2 separate regions of the Triticum aestivum genome follow, and region 2 is linked to region 1. A link is a contact called in public Hi-C data. All regions are on one chromosome and are shown on one strand. Each heading gives the region's core, a stretch centred on a gene start, on an enhancer-like site or on the middle of the called end of the contact. The rest is flanking DNA. Distances are from core to core; before and after follow the strand shown.

Region 1 (3,922 bases), core at 1,019-3,518:
ATTTATCTTCATTGTATAACTCTTCCTCAGATATTCTCTCGTGCAGCATATACGCTTTGTACAGAAACCACATGCATATATCAGAAAAACATACAATCAAGTAACATTTTTTACTTCCACGCAAAAAAATGTAACACTTTTTACTCAGCAAAACAATCAGAAAATGACTAGTCATACAAAATCATATACTTCTACATCAGGTCAATTCTTCTAACCATATACAAAGACAAATCATATTCCTCTAATCTTTCGTTCAGACTTGGGAATAATAGGTCAAACAAAAGTTTCACATATATAAAATTTCTCTCTCTTCAGCAATAATGCCTTGACAGATATGAATTTTACTGGTGTATTCATAAACGTCAAAAGCACAACCACCACTTAGAGGACCCCAGAAAGTATAAACTAAATGTAACAAATTTATACCATAAGATTAAATACTCCAATAGCATATTCCACATGTACTGGGAAATGCACCAGCAAGATGTTTGGAGCATACAGAAAGTATAAAATACCTGTGAACGAATGGTGGGCTGCACTCGTCATGAAGGAAGCACATGGCCTCAGCTACACCAGTGGCGATCTTCAGTCTAGTTATCCAATCCAATGAGTGCAAGCCATCTTCAGTGTCCACAGGTTTCTTGTGCAATGCATTGGTCAAGTCCGCCTTTGGCATATACTTGTAGGACAGAAATTCTTCGTCATTGTTGGCCAGATGGCCGAGCAACGGAACAATCCTCTCATGTGAGTACCTCGAATAGAAGTCCAATTCGCTTGAAACTTTGTTGATACTCTTTGTACCAATCTTCTTGACGATGACATGTGCGCCATTCTCCAACACACCATGGTAAATATCCCCCGAATGCCCATGCTTGAGGAGGTTGTCATCACCAAAGCCCCCGGTGGCATGGACCAATTGCTCATAGGTCAACTCACCAAAAACGGTAATCGCGTCCTTAGGAGTAGCATCGGCTCTCGGGGACACTGCTGCCGGTGATGAGGCCACAGGATTTACGCTGCTGTCCCTCCTACGCATGCCGCGTGCACCTTCCTCATTTGTTTCCGCCCCTCTCCCACCTCCTCTTTGTCTCCTCCTCATCAAACAGAAAAGCAATGCAACCAAAAACATAACCATCAATGCTGCCGCGGCTGCAAGAACCCCAATAAGTACATTTTTGGAGATCCCACGGCTCTTCTCCGGTGATGGCTGAGGCAAAGGTGCAGGCACTGGAATATCAACAAGTCTCACCCCTTCCCTCCTATAGAAGTCTTCACAATCAACATGGCGGCGCTGACCGGAGACACCAGAGAAGCAATTCACGCTAACATCCACCGTTGCATCGGATCCATTCCAATTTCCATCGAGGTAGTTGCTTGACACGTCCACCAGCCGGAATCTCGTCTTGAGTGCCCCAATGGCATCAGTGGCCACACCATACAGAGAATTCCCTGAAATGTTAAACAACGACGCCGCTACATCACCGGCGCCGACCGAGACGCTGGGTAGCTCCCCGGTGAAATTGTTGGTGGAGAGGTCAAGAACGCGAAGGCCTTTGACGGAGAGCAGCGTCTCCGGAACCTGGCCCGAGAGGCTGTTCCCGGAGAGGAGCAGCCTAGTCAGATTCCCCGATGAGCCGAGATCGGGCGGGAGCGTGCCATTGACTGCGGCGTAGCGGAGGTCGAGCACGGCGAGCGGCTGCGGGAGGTCGCGGCTGAACCACGCGGGCACCTCGCCGGGGAGCGGGAAACCGGAGGCGTTGAAGAGCTCGAGCGCTGTGAGGTTCCGCAGCCCGTCGACCGCGAACGCCGGCGCGCGGCTCGCGAGGCGGGTGCGGCGGAACCCCGCGACGCTGACGCCCACGACGCGGCCGGCGCGGCACATGACCCCCGCCCAGGCCGTGCACGGGTCGGCCCTCGCGGGCCACTCCCGCGCCCGCAAACCCAGCGACGCCCGCAGGCTGTACAGCCCCGCCAGGTCCGACGGCGACGCGAGCGGCTGCTGCGCCACGGCCGCCGCCACAGCCCCCAAAAGGGCCACGGCAGCCAGGAGGAGGCGGCACTGCGGCATGGGTGGAGCCGGAGCACCGAAGCGGCCGCGACAGTCTAGGTCTCTAGGGCGCGGCCATGGAGGGAGGCGGGGTCAGAGGCGCCCACGAGGTGTTTGAGGGAATGCTTCTGGCTCTGGGCGGCACGGAGACGTGGGGGAGGCAAGCAAGGAGGAGTTGACCGTGGCAGCGAGGCGGCGAGGCGAGACAAGCAAGCAAGAAACGAAACCGGCATGTGTGCGGGCGAGTAAACTAAAGAGCGAGGTTCTGTGGGGCCCTCTTCCAGCCGTCCCGGATCGCTTTCACGTGGGCCCGTCTCACGGGCTCGGCACTGCCCGCTTCAATGCGGGCCGTGTCCTACAGGTGGGAAGGCGGCCGGAGTGGCGGGAACGGCTGGCCCACCTGTCTGTGACCACGGGGCTGAGGGATGCGTGGAGGCGTGAGGGGCGTCTGGGTTACACTGGCTTGTGGGCCCGCTTGGTTTCCACGCGGGCGGGCGTGGTCGGGTTTGCGGGCTCGATCGTGGGCTCGGACCGACCGAGGAATGTTCGTTTTGTCCATCCGCTTCTTGTCCTGATCGGTCATTGCTTCTTTCTTTTCTTCTTAAATACAGTACTGTTTGGAATTGATGGAGAGAGATCTCTAGGTTTACGCGTCCGGCTAAGCTATCGGCCAGTGTCCTTTTCCCTTGGAGCCGAAGCTGTGCATGTGAGAACGGCAGACGTGTCCACATGGAAGTGAACAAGCTCCATTTCAAAGAAAAAGAAAGTCAACTCAAAAAAAGTGAAGAAGCGCAACACCGCAACTTTGTGAAAGCTCAAACAAGAGAAAGAAAAAGAGACACCTCACTTATGTCGGATATATATAATTAGTTAATACTAGCAAAACATGCCCGTGTGTTGTAACGGGAAGAAGAAAAATTATCCCTCATACACACCCGACAATATCAACAAATAATATTCTTAAAAAATCTTTATGGGCATAATTTCAAACAATATAGAAATCAATGTTAAGCCACTGGTTACATAAAGCTCGTATCCTCAGTTTAGATGAATCATCGTATAGGGATTGGTAGTGCATTGTGCGAAATAGAGAGGATGATTACGTACCTGTTTTAACCTTTAGCATATATGGTAGTTGGTATCAATCAACATCCCCTACGGTGCCAATAATAGATATTGTGAGAGCACAAACTGCATATCTACTAAATTCAAATGGGGTAGAAAACGTATATAATAGGCATACCCAAATAACTCATATGGTGAAGATATTTATTTAAGGTTGCATCCTAAAGCAATTTTGGAGATGATTAACCAGTGAGATAATAGCATATTTGAAATCTACATATTTTTTGAGGGACTTTCATATATAATATGTTATATTTGGAGTTATTTGGAGCGCGACAAGGCGACGGGCGGGCATGCGGGGGTTGGGGCGCGCGCGGGGCGAGCAGGCAAGGGGCGCACAAGCGGGCAGCGGCAGCAGTGCTGAGCAGGGCCGCGACGGGGGGCTAAGGGCACAGAGGGGCGAGGTAGCGCGATGCAGGGGAGCAGCAGTGGCGGAAGGCGCAGCCCCGGCGCGGTCGGGCGCGTACGCGGGCGGTGTGGCGGCTTACTACATCGGGAGCAGAGGAGAAGGGGTGGGGCGACGGCTCACCGAGAGGGGGTGGATGGCGAGCTCGTGAGGGGGTCGGGGAGGCCGGGCGGTGCCGAAGTAGCCTAACGGTGACGAGGCAGTGGCGGGTCCGAACGGGGTGAAGCTCTCGACCCCGCCGAAGAGGCGGCTCCCGGCTCGCGTTCTGCGGCGTAAAAGAAGTATCTGGTGGCAGCGAAGCTCCGGTACGCGTCGTGCGGGACGGGGAGCAGCGACAGGAGGCG
Region 2 (3,922 bases), core at 1,036-3,535, 190 kb after region 1:
ATGTTTTGTTAACAGCTCAGTTCCATAATATGACTAGAAAGATATTGTACTTATGGAAGAACTTTTTATATTTCACCTGCGTAATGTTGCATATTCATCCAAAAATGTAGAGTATCCGAAAACAAGCTTTTTTTGAAAGAAAGTTCGAGCTTTATTCATTAGAAATAATCATTACATCGTTTATGAGGATTGGTACAATTGCATTATGTGGTTCCTCGAGCCAATCAGAAATGAATGAAAATCTAGCCAACTTGGCAAGTTCATGAGCAACTTTATTTGCTTCTCTATTACAATGCTCGAATCTAGAAATAGGAAAATCGCAAGCTAAGTGAAAACAGTCATCAAAAATTGCAGCAGCTGCCCCCGACGATCGTCCTCCTTCGTTCATGGTCTCGATCACCTCCATATTATCCGAGTTAATAATTATGCGATTACAACCCGTCCTTTGCGCAAGTGATAGGCCAAATTTTAACGCCAAAGCTTCAGCTATCAACACATCTGCACACCAGTCAATCTTACCATTTCCCCCACCGATGAACCTACCTTTGTCATCTCTTAAGACCGCCCCGATCGTACCCCTGAGAAGGTCGTGGTCAAAAGAAGCATCAATGTTAAGTTTAACAAATCCCGACGGGGGGTTAGACCATCCTCCTCTTTTCATGGAAGCCTTCGGCAAGGAGGCATTAACAAAATTGGCAGTGAGAGCGCGTATCCCCATGGATATCTGTTGTGCATTCTGAGTAGTCTCATTGTGTACCAATTTTAGCCTTTCCCACCACAAGTACCAGGCTGGTATGGCAATCATGTCACGCACATTACGAGTGCCCATAATATATAGTTCCTGATCTGGTAATGAAAGTAAGTATTCCAAGATTGTCTCACCCGCATAGTCTATTTTACAAGCTCCGTCGATAATATCGTCCATCCCTAGTCTTCTCCATACTCCTTTTGCTCTGTCACATAGAAACAACAAATGTTTTGTGTCTTCTGGCCCAGATGAGCAGGCAGGACACTTAGGCGAGACTTTCACATGTCTATTAGCTAAGCTAACACGACACGGAATAGTGTCGTGAAGTGTACGCCAAATAAATATTTTAACCTTTGCTGGACAAGCAAGTTTCCAAATCCTCGCCCAAATAGGATTGACCGTGGTACATCCCATTCCATCGGTATGTCGCAACTTGTTCCCATATTGGTGGTCCCATTCCACAAAATAAGCAGACTGAACCCAAAAAATCCCATTTTTATGAAATTCCAAGCTACGAAGTCTGGCATATCATGTTGCGATATCGGGATCGTAAGCACTCACTGAACATCAATAGGCCATAGAGTCTTTCTGAGAAGATCTTCATCCCAACTATTTAGGATTGGATCAATCAAATCTGCTACCTTCCGTAACAACTGGCCTCCCTTAGGGGTAACAATTTAACGGTTTGCACAATTTGGAATCCATGCGTCCTCCCAAATGTCAATATTCTGCCCATTTCCCACTCGCCAAATATGACCACGCTTCAGGGAGCTCACACCCGCCATAATACTTTGCCAGGTGAAGGAAGAACCCTTCTTCAGGTCAGTGTTCAACAAGTCACCGTCAGGATAGTATTTGACTCTCAAAATAGTAGCACATAGAGAATCCGGATTCTCAATAAGATGCCAAGCCTGTTTAGCAAGCATAGCCAAATTGAAACAATGGATATCCCGAAAACCCATTCCTCCTTGGTTCTTGGGTACACACATTTTCCACCAAGCCATCCAATGCATCCTCCTTTGGTTATCCTCATCTCCCCACCAGAAATGCGCCATCGCGTCAATAATTCCTTTGCAATTTTTTTTAGGAATTTTAAAGACCGACATTGCATAGGTGGGAATAGCTTGAACAACCACTTTAAGTATGATCTCCTTTCCTCCAGCCGACAGAAGTTTTTCCTTCCAACCACTAATTCTCTGAACAATATGATCGATTAAGTATTGAAAACAATCGATTAAGTATCCGAAAACAAGCTGGTTGTTCTTAAAGCCCCTAAAATGGTTTTTAGCTCTAGCTAGCCCACTAGAACGGGGATAGCACCTCCCTAATTAGCGACTACGTCGTGGTGATGGATAAAATCATAGAGAAGGCATTACGCAATGAGCCGCGTTGGAATTCTACTGAATCGTGATAGACCGAGGAAGAATGCTGCAGTCCACAACTTCCAATCAACGGAATACTATTTTCCACAGAACATTTCAGCGTTAAGCATACGACAAAACGTCAACATTATACACACATATCTTATTTGATTATTATATGCCCCTGAAAGGTAGCAACACACAACATGGTAGCTAATTTGATAACTTCCATATTTGTGTAGCTTCTCATTAAACTAATAATTGAGCTGACCTTCCCACATATCAGGCGACGAACGATTCCATCAATCAACATTCAGCAATGCCACTACCTGCGCCGACGATCTATCCAACATTTTTTTACTTCATTTATTAAGGCCGACAATATAATTATAATGAAATTTTGAACAGGCCATTAAGTATTATTTATAGGAAAACAGATTAACAATCTGACCAAGTCATAGAGACTTATTTTTACAGCAAGTCATGGAGATTGTGATTATTATTATTTTTAGGGTTGGTAACACGAATGATTCCTTTTATTTTCTTTTTCCAGAGAGATAACACGAATGATTCAATGGACGTGATCTCCTCGGGAATAAAACGGGCGCCCTGATGGAGGCATGGAACGCTGGAGAATGAAAGCAGGGCCCTCTTTGAATCGTGTGAGCTGGAATGTTCAAACAAGTTAGCGAGGTGATGTTATTCTGGAGAGCCAGAGAAGCGGCCAAAGCTGACATGTTCAACGACATGCGGCAGACATGTCCCATCCTTAAACAGCCACCAGAAAAAGATTATGGTCAAAGTGGAAATTGGATTAAATAGAAAATAATCTGCAATCATAATTCATCGAAAGTTCAGTTGAGCAACCATGGTTACAATATGATGGAGATGAGAGGCCTAATCAGGGTCTAACCCGTGTCTCTCATAATTTATACCTACTAATAAAGCAATGTGCGTTTCGCCAATTTTTTCATCCGTTCACTTTTGAAAATAAAATTCTATCCGAGGTGGTACTAAATTCTAATACGTTCGTTTGCTAGAAAAAAGGGCTTTTTCAGAATTTCGTACCTGGGCCGCGCGATATGACCCAGCGAAGCCAGCCCACTTATTTTTCTGCCCCTGCAGCTGGGAAAATTCTATTTTCTGCACAGGGCGACAAATAGTCAGAACGTCGCACAGGACAACCAGTAATGGGCTGGCCCATTTTTCATTGTTTTTGTGTTTTACTTCTATCTTTATTCTCCTTCCCCTATCTCTTTTCAAACTTCCAAATTTAATTTTCCTACAGAATTTATTTTGTAAATTCAAAATTCTCAAAACATTCAAATTTTCAAAAAAAAATCAAATTATAGAAAATGTTCAGAATTCCAAAAATTTATTGCTATTTTGAATTATACCCGGAACTTGAAAAAGGTTTCCCATTTTTTCAAAAACTTTTGTTGTTTTCCAAATTGTTTGAGATTTCTAAATAGAAAATGGTGATTTAAAAAATTATCCAAATTCGAAAAATGTTATTGTTTTTGTGAAATTCTCACAATTCAAAATAATGTTAAAAGATACACATTGTAGAAAATTTTAATGAATTTTCAACACATGTTCCCGTTCTAAAAAAATGTTCACAAATTTAAATAATAGCTCATGTTTTTATAAAAAAAGTTGGTGTTTTCAAAAAATGTTTATGAACTTTGTTCGTGTTTTTCTAAAAGTGTACATAATTTTGAAAAAACTTTTCAGGATTTAAAAATGGTTCATGTTTCCTACAATATTCAGAAACTTCGTACGTTAAATCTCCTCCATTGAAAGGAAAAACTAC

What was found. Hi-C and Micro-C count contacts between places; a contact is called where the count stands out from the background.
Region 2: a Hi-C map of leaf shows a contact between it and region 1, with 2.3 times the contacts expected there. The contact joins the enhancer-like site here to the promoter of LOC123052890 in region 1. A contact is called at or near these places in 2 of 5 Hi-C or Micro-C datasets (both in leaf).

Annotation. Positions count from the first base shown.
Region 1 is chr2D:311,061,454-311,065,375 of IWGSC CS RefSeq v2.1, forward strand. It overlaps LOC123052890 (probable LRR receptor-like serine/threonine-protein kinase At2g16250), which reads right to left and starts at 2,269. Exons shown (of 4, transcript XM_044476251.1): 1 at 516-2,269. The coding sequence starts at 2,068.
Region 2 is chr2D:311,255,041-311,258,962 of IWGSC CS RefSeq v2.1, forward strand. No RefSeq gene overlaps it. Among protein-coding and RNA genes, the nearest start is that of LOC123052893, 16 kb to the right of the region's middle. Within about 2 kb of position 2,286, at least 1 of the 8 cell types and tissues checked has an H3K27ac peak or open chromatin away from gene starts, as enhancers often do. A contact at or near this core is called in leaf, where this site is marked.